Regions from separate parts of the Anas platyrhynchos genome. Here region 1 is linked to region 2. The links are chromatin contacts, called in public Hi-C maps. All regions are on one chromosome and are shown on one strand. Each heading gives the region's core, a stretch centred on a gene start, on an enhancer-like site or on the middle of the called end of the contact. The rest is flanking DNA. Distances are from core to core; before and after follow the strand shown.

What was found. Hi-C and Micro-C count contacts between places; a contact is called where the count stands out from the background.
Region 1: a Hi-C map of skeletal muscle shows a contact between it and region 2, with 6 times the contacts expected there. The contact joins two enhancer-like sites. A contact is called at or near these places in 2 of 8 Hi-C or Micro-C datasets (skeletal muscle and subcutaneous adipose tissue).

The regions. Positions count from the first base shown.
Region 1 is chr7:29,964,530-29,967,229 of IASCAAS_PekinDuck_T2T, reverse strand. No RefSeq gene overlaps it. Among named protein-coding and RNA genes, the nearest start is that of SPP2, 48 kb to the left of the region's middle. Within about 2 kb of position 1,374, at least 1 of the 8 cell types and tissues checked has an H3K27ac peak or open chromatin away from gene starts, as enhancers often do.
Region 2 is chr7:29,794,535-29,797,234 of IASCAAS_PekinDuck_T2T, reverse strand. The region is part of intron 1 of LOC101802378 (UDP-glucuronosyltransferase 1A1); the gene reads right to left. All of the region lies in intron 1 of LOC119717543 (a long non-coding RNA gene), which reads left to right. Among named protein-coding and RNA genes, the nearest start is that of USP40, 32 kb to the right of the region's middle. Within about 2 kb of position 1,359, at least 2 of the 8 cell types and tissues checked have an H3K27ac peak or open chromatin away from gene starts, as enhancers often do.

The DNA.
Region 1 (2,700 bases), core at 125-2,624, 170 kb before region 2:
TATCAAATTGAGTCAAAATTTACTAGAAAAGTTGTTCTGTCTAACATGAATGTCCTTCCAGTCTTGTGAATATAGGCTTCTGTGTAGAAGAGAAAAACATTATCAGGTACCTCCGTAGAGGAGAACTGTGCTGTGGGCTCACCATTGGCATGTACTTTCCTGCACAGAAAGTAATGTTTTTGGGATATAGGAGGAATGACTGGGAGATGGGGTTCTGACACAAAGGATTACTAAATCTGAGACATTCTTCAGACCTGGCAGTGCTGGAGGGGTTTTCCCTGTGGACTTTCTTGAAATGCATGCTGGAGTGCAAGATCTAGGAGTGTTAGTGTGTGGTGTACCAGGTCAGGGACTGAGGCTGCAGCAAGTTCAGTTCCTACCAAGATATTGTATGTTGTTTGAAACAAATGGCCCCAATGGAAGTAAGTAGCAAATGCATGATTGTTCTTTGGAGGGTGAAAAAGAAATCCAACACAGTGGCTATTCCTGAGGATTTCAGCCACAAGGATGCAGAAGACAATTGCTCTCTGCATTATTCTTAGTGATATTATTTTTGGTATTCCATTGCAAAGATTCTTTAAGTTTTTGTGAATTCTGCTGGATGTTGAATTATCTAAGTCCTGTCTGCTCCAAATCAATATAAACTAGAAGCGAAATAACTGACTGCATCAAATCCATCCCTGCTTTTCTATCCACTCATGAAGATTACATGTCTCACCACTTACACTGGTCTTTCATCCCAAGGTTTTTAGAAGAGCAATCTTCCTTGAATCGTGATATTTCTGATTGCCTAGTACTTTTTTTTTTTTTTTTTTTTGAGGAACAGTAACCTCACTTTGACTTTTGTTTTCTCACAGCTATTTTCTCTTGACTATGTTAAGTCTCAGGTTTTCCCCTTTGAACACATAAGATGATTTTTCATTCATTTAGCATTTGCTTTGTCAGTGCATTAAAAGCTTAATGTGATTGCTTGCATTGAAGAAAAGGCTGACTTTCATTTTAACTGTCTTTCCATATTTCTCAGCCCAGACAAAAGTCTAAGTCAGCATGGCTCTGCAGGGAACCCAGCTTTAGAGACACTTTTGGTAAATCCTGAGAGTTTTTAGATAGGACTTACAGTCCTGGGGAGGCTTTGCAAATGTCAGGATGAATCATGCAGACGGCTCCCCCGGTAGGAATTTATTTCGCATTTTGCGGAGGAGGAGGCTAATGACCCTCCCGTCAGACACCCTAGTCTAGTCATTCAAGAGCAGACAGCAGCTAGTGCTCTCCCTGTGCGCTGGCAGGGTACGTGCTGGAGATAACAGCCCTCCAGCCATCCATGACTTGTAAAGATAATGCCATTTCAGAGCTCACACATCCCCTTCCCAAACAGGTTATGAGCACTGATTTCTTTTATACATTCTAATCATGCAAATTCCTCCCAGAAGGTTTCAGTGATACCAACTAGGTCAAATTTATGCTCTGTAAGTGAGCAATTCCCATTTCTCTTGTTTATTACCCAGGCTCCTTACATTGGCGGAGAGGCAATTACAGAATTTTGTCTCCTCCCTTGGCATCTTAATTAATGGCATCTTGGTTTCTATGTGCTAAATGAACAGTCATTTGTTGTCTTCCCCCTTCTTCCTCCTCTCACCTGCTCCTTTTATTCCCTGCTTCTCCCTATTTAAAATCTTCCTTCCTCATGCAGCATGGCAGTCTGCTAGAGGAATGGAGATGCAGCCATTTTGTCCAGACTCACTTTTTGGGGTCCACAAACCCAGCCTGTCTTCCACAACCCCATACCTACATGCCTTAGTGCAGGAGCAGCCACCAGCAGGCTGCCTGAGCCTTCCTCCTGATTTTTGCTTTACAAATTACTCTGCAGGGTGCTGTCACATGGGATGTGGTACCCTGTGCTGATTTTAGGGGTCCAAACTGCTTTGATGAGAACTCCAACCACATTTTGGCATGCACTCGACCAATATGAAAAGTATTTTTGCTGCTGTTTGCAATTTATTTGTTTTTTAATTTTGGTGTTTTGTAACTTAGTGATTGAGATTTTTGTACATCAGCTGGCTTCTGACCCACATGAACAACTGCTCCTAAAAGCTTCCTCTAGAGAAATCCTCTTTTTAAATGCACACAGGTAGGTGAAGCAACCTTGATATTAATGCACCACTGAATTATGATCAGAAGATAGGGCAAGCCTAGAAATAGGATCTCTTGCTTCAGCCAGTGAACACCAAACCCAGTTGGAGGCCGTCTTGCTTTGAATGCTGCGCATAAGATGAGCAACCCACTGACTGACACCTGAAGAACGTTATCAGCACCCCACTGTGCCTGTGGCTCAGTGACGGACAGGGAGATACAGATAGCTTGGTCTTGCAGCTGGTTCCCATTTCGGGATGAAATCACAAGGTATGACTAGTGCTGTTCCAGGGAAGGACAGATTTGTGAGAGGAGGAGGTGAAAGGAGCCGTGAATCCAAGGTGAAACAGCTCAAAATAGCTGCTTTTGATGGCTCTGGCAATGGATTTGTCTGGACGCTGCCTGGAAGAGAAGAGAAATGAAGAAAGGCTGAGAGAGATGGTGTTTAGACAAGAAAATAGAAGGTCCTGGGGGGGTCCTTAGGGAGGCCTTTCAATACTTAAGGAGGGCTTATAGGAAAGATGGGAGAGACTTTTTGCAAAGGTACGTAGTGATACGACAGGGATAATG
Region 2 (2,700 bases), core at 110-2,609:
CTTTCCTCAGCCACCTCCAGCTTGCTCGCCTGTTGCTGTTTGTCCCTGATAGGAGCCCCATCTAACGGTGTGAGGAAGCAGTGCAGTCATAGACAAACGGAGAAAAAGAATTAACTAACCTTTGACAATGGTTTTTCCTGAGTACAGCTTATGCCTCCAATCAAGACCATGTTAGGCATGACAGGCCTGGGATACTCAAACACAAAGTCATATTTCATGAGCCAAATAGATGCATGGCTTAAAATTTCTAGCAGTGTTGCCTCTTTCTGAAGGAATTCTTTGATCAAAATATCGTACGGTGAATAAAAAAGACTACAGGTTAGGGAATTGCTCAAGCTAACGATGACATTGACCACACGCTGGAGGAAGCCCATGCGATCAGTGTAGCGTGTGAAGAACCTAGGAATGTAAGAAGGAGGATTTGGGCAGAGGGTAGCATGGAAGTCCAGGCTGCACGGCAGTCCCCGCACGAGGTACACGGAAGGTATGGAGAGATGTTCAGCCAGAATCTGTCCACAGGGGAAAAAAGGATCCATAAGAACAGCATCAAATGTGCTTTCTTCAAGGTATTTGATCAGCTCTTTATCAGAAAGAAGCATTTTGCAGGAATCAAAAAACATTTTTGTGATATTTGCCACTTTGGAGAATTTTTCCAAGAAGGGTTGAGGTGTGAAACTCCTATAGCCTAGCTTTTTAAATTCTGCCTCCACGTACTCCCTGGTGTAAGGCACGGAGTATGTTTTCATGGTATAGTGCACTGATGAATCTATCCGCAGGTTTATCTCTGGCGCAACAATCACTATTTCATGTCCTCTCTGCCTGAGCCGCTCCACAATCGGGCGCATGCTGAGCCAGTGACTGCCATCGATGGGTACAACCAAAAGCTTTCCACCTTCACAAAAATTCCACAGGAGCAGGAAAAACACAGCCCAGGAGGTAAGAAAATTAAATCCCAGATTCACAAAGGCCATTTTCCTTGCACTGTGGAAAGCCAGCAAGGTTTTAAGTGGATGCAGAACTATGGCGAGGGACAAATAATGGCTTGTGGGGTACTTTGCTCTTCAAATTTTATGAAGGTAAATGTTTAATTCCCAGTGGGCTGAACGCTAGCAGAAATTAGGGTAATCTTTAACTTTGGGTAAAGGTTGCATTTATTATCTGTGCACACAGTGAAGGTTTTAGGCAAACGGGTACCGCAGGGTAAAGTTGAATGTTTGAATGAACATTAGAGCATTCAGATGGTTGAGGGAGAGACGCCCAGCAACAGGCGATGCATTGCACTGAAAAGCTGAACGACGGAGTCATGAATGGGAGGCAGCACTAGCCAGGCAGTCACTGTCACTACCCAGGGGCTGATATCCAGTGAATTATCAACTCCCAGCCTTGAGTCCGTTCAGATGTCTGACCTTTGGAATATTTTGTGCCATCGAGGCAGCCTAAACAAGAAGTAATGATTGATAGAGATGTGATAGCCAGGGGGCTGATAAGGTTTACCTTCAGATTTGTTTGTATATAGTAGCAGTTATCAAAGTGAAAGCCCTGGGTCTACAGTAGTAAATGTAATTGCCAGGTTTGCATCACTTCTGCAGTTGCAACACCGCTGTGGTCTGAAACACAAAATAAATGACTGATGTCTGCACTATTTATGCAGCCCACTAGGGAGATTTAGACAAGTCAGGGAGAGAGGGTAGATAGTTACAAACCTGAAGGCTTCTTTTTCAAATCATCCTCTTATACACTGTCTTACTCTGCTTCTTACAAACTCAGAGTCAGGAGAGCTCCCTTTCCTGTGTTTGGTTGCCTGCCCTGCTAGGTTTTGGGGTGTTCAGCCACATTATCAATCTCTATGGCACACCATATGTGCCTGGGTTTACCACAGAATTAGTTCTGCCTTTCCACTCTTTGTCCTATCAAGTCTCCTGCAGTTAATCAATATTCCTCTTCCATTACGGATATTAAATCTTCTGACATAGAATTATGTTGTCATTTATCTAGACACTCAAGGCATGCATGCTGTGTTTAATTTTATGGCAATATGCTTAGGCCAAGCTAAGCCATACCCATGCTGCTATGTACCTTATACAACTCCCCCTAAGCTTTCCCTGACAGAAACCCTTTGTGTGCTTGCCATGCAACAAAGCTAGGTTCTGGTGGCCATCTATCAGAGCCTGAGATTCCTGCTTCTGAATCATGCCATCCTGGTAGTCAATCATGTATCGCCTCAAGCATAAATGTAGAACGAATATAGAAAGCACCAAAAAAAAGCAAATCTTAAATTATTGCTAATAAATGCTGCAATACTCTCAACTTAAACAATGACAAACCTCTGGTAATGGTTTATTCTGCTCGCAGTTGATGCTTCCAATATAGACCATATTTTTGGATTATTGGCCATGGATACTCAAACACAGTCATAGCTTTTGAGTTTCTTCACAGAGAAATAATAGTACTGGAACTCTTTAGCAAAGTATCCATTTGGGTTATAAGTTCTCTTGTTTTAAATAAAACAGCAAACTAAATGATCTGAAAACCTAACCAGGAGGTTTTTTCACACATTCTGTAAATGTGATGTGATCTGAACTGGATGTGAAAGTCCTTGGCACATAAGAAAAAGACATTGACTACCATCCTGAGGGAAGACCAAGCTGCCAAGCTCCAGAAAGAAAGAGAACAAGCCTAGCATATATCTGGTACCTTTAC